Linked DNA regions of Rattus norvegicus: region 2 is linked to region 1. Evidence: chromatin contacts called from public Hi-C data. All regions are on one chromosome and are shown on one strand. Each heading gives the region's core, a stretch centred on a gene start, on an enhancer-like site or on the middle of the called end of the contact. The rest is flanking DNA. Distances are from core to core; before and after follow the strand shown. Region 1 overlaps Col4a4 (collagen type IV alpha 4 chain). Region 2 overlaps Col4a3 (collagen type IV alpha 3 chain).

Region 1 (3,430 bases), core at 403-2,902:
AGACCTCGTGGGAGCCCAGTCCCTCTTCTCCAACATAAAGCTTTCCTGCTGTCTCCCAGATGGACACTCTGCCCACCTCAGCATCTGCCTTACCTTAGAGTTCATTTGGAGACTTCTTATGAAATCTTTCTTTTTGCTTAAACACTTAAATATGGACGTCCCCTCTCTCTTCTTCGGAGAGAGAGCCCCTTTGACCTCCAGAACATGCAGATTTCTAGGCTTCCAAATGCAAAAGCCTGTACAGGAAGACCCTAGCTTTCTGAGATTCAGAGGGAACAGTGTGTTCTTGTGACCTTGAGCCACTCCATTTATCATTGATTTTCTGTGCTCCTGAAGTCTTTCTTCCCAGAGATCGACTTCCTGAAACACTTTCAGGGACCATATGAAGTCTGCACAGAGCACACAGGCCTAGAACTTACTGTACGTTTAGCCTCAGTCAGTCCCGATCATGTTATTTGTTTTTGTGGGGTAGATGGGAGTGACGATGGTGGAGAAATGGAAGAGGGGAAGGAAAGGTGGAGGGAGAAGAAGGATAAAGAGGAGAAAGTGGTGCAGCGAGTAAGAGAAGACAGGCGTGAGAGCAGTCTCACCCTGACCCTTACCAAGTCTTCTCTTTGTATTTTCAGGATGAGCTATTTCTGTAATATTTCAGCATGAGCTAACTCTGTAATCCTACCTAGAAGTATCCCACAGTATGCTTTCTTGTTCCACACTCACTGAAGAGTCACCCCTCTGAATGATTACCTTTCCTTGATGTTTGAAAAGTTCCTCACCCCCACCCGCAGCACAGACATACAGACTCAACTCTGTAGCAGATAGAGGCAGGAGGACCACATGATCTCAGGAGTTTGAGATCAACTTGGATATAATAACAATATCCCATCTCTTACCAACCAACCAACTAACTAGCCAACTAACTAACTAAATAAATAACTACCTAACTAACCAACCAGCTACCCAACTCCCCATTCTCCATCTAAAAGCAACTGTACCCCCAGATCTTCCTTTTCCTTAAATCCAATAATTTTTTATTCTGCCTCCACATTCTATTTTTATACCCAACATATTGGGAAGTTGTTTTTGTTTTGTGGTGGTGGTAGTGTGTGTGTGTGTGTGTGTGTGTGTGTGTGTGTGTGTGTGTGTGTGTTTTGTGGGTTTGTTTTGGTGGTGATAGATTGTGTGTGAGTGTGTGTGTGGAGTTGGTCTCTATTACAAATTAGGAAGGAAAGAAGGGAGTAAAGAAGGAAGGGATAAAGGAAGGGAAAGAGGAAGGAAGAGAGTGGGGGACAGTTACTGAATCAAGCACTGCCCAGGGCACTGACTGATTCAGACTCACTTTGAGCCCCTCAGATATCTGTATTCCACCCTGAGAAATCCTGAACCCAAGGGAATTACAGACTTGCACAGTAATACTATGAACATTTTAATTACATAACACATTGACCATCTGTAGTAATGAATATCTGAACCACAGCCTTTATACAGTCATCTCCTGACTAGGTGAGTGCACGATCGATCGGTAGGCTGGCCTGCAGGGAAGCAGACTTTCTCTACTCAGGAACCACAGAGGCTTTCCACTGCCCGGAGGGATAGCCCTGCCCAAGCAATCAGCTGATGTTATTGCCGGAAGCTCATTCCAAAGGCAGAGCTCAGAAGCCTAAAAGGTCCAGGGAGCTGAGATCAACATAGTGCCAGGGCCAGGGAGAAATAGACAAGGGAAAGCCGGAGTGTAGCACTTTCAGCAACACATCTGAGAGCATTAGGAACTAAGATGCCACCCTGAACTTCGAGGTAGGAAGCCAGTGTGACTTTGAAGGCTAGCCCTGCACTTTTATAGCACGTATCGTATTGTTTTTAGATGTGACATTATTGTGGTTACTGTCAAGTTTTCTGTTGATACTGGGAGGAGACCTCAGAAAGGAAGTGATAATAGAAACCCATGTTGCCAAACTAGTGGGTGAGCTGAGATAGGGAGCCCTTGGCTCTGGCTTACCAGACCCAACTTCCAGTGTCATTTGAGGACTGCAGCATTTATACACTCCAACCAGGTCTATGGGGTAGGAGAGGTGGGGTGGGCTGGCTCCAGGCCAGGGGCATTCTGTTCCAGCTGGAATGTAGATAGCTCTCAAGAATGTACTTGAGCACTTGTCAAGTTTTCCCCTCTCAGAGAACAAGAAGCTGCAGCCACATTCCGAGGGTCTTTGGACCACACAGATTCATGACCCGCATGAAAAATCTTGTGTGCAATGAGGTCAACTGTGATTTTTTTTTTTTGCTAAAGAACTCAAATAAACCTTTTCGTGTGTGTGTGTGTGTGTGTGTGTGTGTGTGTGTGTGTGTGTGTTTTCTTGGAGTAAAGTCAGCTTAAATAGATGAGATTAATGGGACTGGATGGAGCTCATTATACTAAGCAAAATAAGCCAGACAGGAACACTCATGCCATGCTCTACCACACTCGTGTACGGCATCTGAAAGAAGTGGATTTCACAGATGTTTGAGGCAGAAAGTGGGGGTCGGGAAAGTCGAGAGACAATGAGATGATGGAAAGAGGCTGGTCAGTGGGTGGTAGGTCCTAGGTGACAAGAGTGAGACGTTCTGAGTGACAGGAGAGAGCCATACCCTGTTTGTTTAGAAACACGACAATGCAGGCTGACAGGAGCCTGATCTAGTTGTCCCTGAGAGGCTCTGCCAGATTATGACAAATACAGAGGTGGATGCTCGCAGCCAACCACTGGACTGAGAATGGGGTTGCCAGTGGAGGAGTTAGAGAAAGGACTGAAGGAGCTGAAGGGGTTTGTGACCCCATAACAACAACAACAATATCAACCAATCAGACCCCCACAGAGCTCCCCAGGACTAAACCACCATCCCAAGAGTACATAGGGATGGTCCTATGGCTCCATCCACATATGTAGCAGAGGATGGCCTTGTCGGGCATCAATGGGAGGAGAGGCCCTTGGTCCTGCCAAGGCTCAATGCCCCAGTGTAGGGGAATGTGGGAGGGTGTGGGTTGGTGAGTGAGGGAGCACCCTTCTAGAAGCAGGGGGAGAGGGGGAATGGGATAGCAGGTTTCTGGAGGGGAAAGCAGGAAACATTTAAACATTTAAAATGTAAATAAAAAATCCAATAAAAGGAAAAAAAAGAAACATCACAACAATGCATTTTGCAGACCTTCAACATAAAGAAATGATATATGAGAACATATTTGAGGAGACTGAGATTTCCCCAATTTAAAATCACGCTGTGTGTGTGTGTGTGTGTGTGTGTGTGTGTGTGTGTGTGTGTGACATAGTTCCTCATTGACATACACTACTTTCATGTTTTCAATTCTATCGGTGAAGGTGAATCGGAATCTAAAAATTGTATTACATTTTGTTTATTTATTTATTTATTTATTTATTTATTTAGTGTGTGTGTGTGTGTGTGTGTG
Region 2 (3,430 bases), core at 456-2,955, 56 kb before region 1:
CTTAATGGCTTCAGAATGCAAGAGAAACATTCACAGTGAAGAATAAAAGATTTAGAATCTCATGGCCACATGTATGTCCTGTGGTTGGTTATCAGTTCCGGTTCTAACTAGAGTTCTGGGTCAATTGCCAAACGCTTCCTAGTTGCCTTGCTTGAAGAGGAAAGCATGTCTCGGGGCCCTGTAGCAATTAATGAACAAAGAGCAAGGAAAGGTCTATGGGAAGGTTTGGAGGGAGGAAAGTGAGGCGAGAGATGATATAGTTATGTTACGATCTCAAAGAATAAAAGGAGAAAAGATCCGCCTCGTGGTGGTTTGCATTGAGGAAAACGGATCAGTCAAAGGCTGCCGCAGATGGCTGTGCGCTCAGTAAGGATTCAGGCATTGGGGACTTCCCCTCTCTCTGTTCAACACAAGACTCTGTGCCAAAGGACAGCCACGTGACTGTCTGGTCTTATCCTCAGTCGGTCTTAACTTGCCATGTTCCTTCCAGACATTTCCTCCCGAGTTTATCCAGTGCCAGAGCACTGGCCTTGACTTCCAGAATAAAGATGAGACTGAAAATTCTTTGTTAATTCCACAACTGAATTACAGCGTCTGCCAGCAGGACCCGTAGAGCGCACCAAGTATGTTAGTTGATTAGCCACCTATGACTTCTACATGATACTATAAAATTTTATCTATTTAATAAAATGCTCGATAGAAATCTCTGTGCTAACATATGTAACAGGTGTACACCTTAGTCCTCACGTGGGACCGCTAACAGCAGGAGCAGCGCCTGTCTCTGACTCCATTGCCTGCCTTTGGCTCCCTTTCCCCTAACTGGACAACCTTGTCTAGCCTCAATAGAAGAAGAGGCTCTTAGCCCTACTACAACTTGATATGCCTTCTACAATTTGATATGCCAAGTGGGAATCTTGACATCCATGGGAGGTCTCCTCTTCTCTGAGGAGAAAAGGAGGCGGGGCATAGAGTGAAGGGCTGATGAGAAGGAGGGACTGGAAGGAGAGAGGGAGGGGAAGCTCTGATTGAGATGTAAAATAAATAAATTAATTAATAAAAGAGAAATCTCTGTGGTATTCAACGCTCATGCTGATTGGTGGCAAAGCACACGGACAATATACAAGAGGCAATTGCTTCTCGGCTATTGTGCAGGCAGCTTGGATGGTCTCTGTTTCGACCCCCACTCACAGCGTTCACCTATGGATGGTTGAGTGGTTAAGAGTGCATGCTGCTCGTCCAGAGGATTCGAGTTCTCTGTCCAGCATCCATGCTGGGCAGCTCACAACCACTCAGAACTCTAGCTCCAGGAGACCCACTACTCTCTTCAGTCTTCTGCCAGCACGGCATAGCATGTGGTGCTCACCCACACAGTCATACACGTAAGGGACAAAATAATAAACAAGAGATCTAATGAGCCGCATACATTCTTACTGTTAATTGAAAGGCCCTTAACACATATATTTTTACTTTTCATGAATAGAAAAGAATTTTCAGACCATCGTCCTCCTAGTCTCTGAACACGGCATGCCTCATTTTCTGCTGGCTCGTGATATGGAGGTGGCCTCTGTCTCTCTGAGCATCCAGCTACCCTGGGTCAGTGGGAGGGGAAGTTGGCATCTTCGAAGCTGATTCACACTCTACTGAGCAGGGCTGTTGAGTCTGCATTAAAATTATTGACCCTGCCCAGTCTCTGAGCCCGGCCAATGGCCGGAGGCAACGGGGTTTGTATGTGAAAAGAAGAGCTGAGGAAGTGCAAGCCAAGCGGTGCCAGACAGGCCCCCGCCAGCTGTTCTCTGCAATGTGGCCTCCGCCCAGTGACCCGGAGCCTTGGCAGCTTGCCCTTGGGTAAAGAAGGACCTAGAGAGTGGCTGCCTGTCCCGCCCACAGCCATCACCACTGAAGCCGCCCCTCTTCCCATCTTTCAGCTCCTGCCCAGGGAGATAGCTCTAGTCTAGACAGCTAACCCAGGCACCCGCTTCGGATTTTCTGGTTGACAGCAAGAGTGCAGATGACTGATTCTGACAAAGAAGGTAGCTATCTGAGTTCACCCGTGTGTTTGGAAAACAAACACTTTGGTAAAAACATGTTCGTCCTGCCTTCCTTGTTGCTAGGGAGTGAGGTGTGTGTTGTTACTACAGACTCCAGCTTCTCTTTCCCCTAAAAGTTATAAGATTTTTTTTTAAGTTTCAATTTTTAAAAATTTCTAACTAGCATACATTTTGCAGTGATTTTTTTTAAATCAAACGTCTTTGTTGATTCCGTGTCCCTTCCTCCCTGTCCTCTGTCACCTCCCTCTCCTAGTACTGCTCTGTCTACTCCTACCCACCCCCCACTTTCTGCTCTCACATCTCCTGTACCCTATAGGTCTCACCATTTTCCCCAAATCTCTTCTCCTGAGCTCCTTCCTAGTTTCATGGTTTATGTCCATATCCCACACACACACACACACACACACACACACACACACACACACACACACACTTGCATTCAGGCTTATGAACAATATCAACTCAGGTCTACATATGAGAGAAAACAGTAGATGCTTTTCTTTCTGAGCCTGTTGCTTTGGTTAATAGAATGCTTTCTAGATCCATCCTTTTTCCTGCCATTTTCATGATTTCAATGTTCTACACAGATGAATATAATCCCTTTGTGCAATGCAAGATGATTCCGATGTGCGCCACCCTGTCAGGGTCCGTCCCTCTTTTCTATTTCCTTGGTATCTCAAGCTGTGCAGCCGTAGACACGGATCTGCAAGCCCACGTGTGGTAGGACATGCAATCTTTGCAGTATACACTCTGAATTGGCATGGGTAGGTCTTCCTTACCGTAGTTCTGTTTTTAATTGTTGACAAACCTCTGTGCCGATCTCCATAATGGTTAAACTAGTTGAAATTCTTCCCATGTTTGCATCAGTGACTGTCACTGGATTTCTTGATCTTAGGCACTCTTGGTGGGCGAGCAGAATCTGTAGTACAACGTGTCAGATGTTTCTTTCTCATTTTCCTTAGCCTAGAGAAAGTCTCACTGGCCAATCCAGGTTAGTCTAGGGGTCCATCATTCTGCTTTCTCTCTCCTCCTTAGTTCTCCTTGTGAAATTCTGTGGGCTTTATCATCTGTTAGAGTTTTTTTTTTTTCTTAAGAGGTAAAAGAAAGGTACTATTAGGTCCATTAAAAGAAAATCTATCATGTTACTGACAATGTTTTCAGGAATCAGTAAATCCTCACGAAACAAAAACAAAAACAAAAACCAAAAACAACAAAACCTCCTTGAATGCACCAAGCAGTAGAAAATCCAAACTCAGAATTGGATTTCTGGGGATCCTGGTTCCTTAGCTTTTTCAGAAAATACTTTAAACAATGCTCTTTAATCTTTTAAAGTGTATCATGTGGGGTTGGGGATTTAGCTCAGTGGTAGAGCTCTTGCCTAG

The links. A called contact is a pair of places that touch in the nucleus more often than the background predicts.
Region 2: a Hi-C map of kidney shows a contact between it and region 1, with 6 times the contacts expected there. The contact joins two enhancer-like sites. A contact is called at or near these places in 4 of 12 Hi-C or Micro-C datasets (the A7r5 cell line, hepatocytes, kidney and 1 more).

What each region holds. Positions count from the first base shown.
Region 1 is chr9:91,314,658-91,318,087 of GRCr8, reverse strand. The region is part of intron 1 of Col4a4 (collagen type IV alpha 4 chain); the gene reads left to right. LOC120094721 (a long non-coding RNA gene) reads right to left here. Exons shown (of 3, transcript XR_005489243.2): 3 at 1,705-3,430. Among named protein-coding and RNA genes, the nearest start is that of Col4a4, 7.2 kb to the left of the region's middle. Within about 2 kb of position 1,652, at least 17 of the 93 cell types and tissues checked have an H3K27ac peak or open chromatin away from gene starts, as enhancers often do. A contact at or near this core is called in kidney, where this site is marked.
Region 2 is chr9:91,371,131-91,374,560 of GRCr8, reverse strand. All of the region lies in intron 1 of Col4a3 (collagen type IV alpha 3 chain), which reads right to left. Among named protein-coding and RNA genes, the nearest start is that of Col4a3, 49 kb to the right of the region's middle. Within about 2 kb of position 1,705, at least 29 of the 93 cell types and tissues checked have an H3K27ac peak or open chromatin away from gene starts, as enhancers often do. A contact at or near this core is called in kidney, where this site is marked.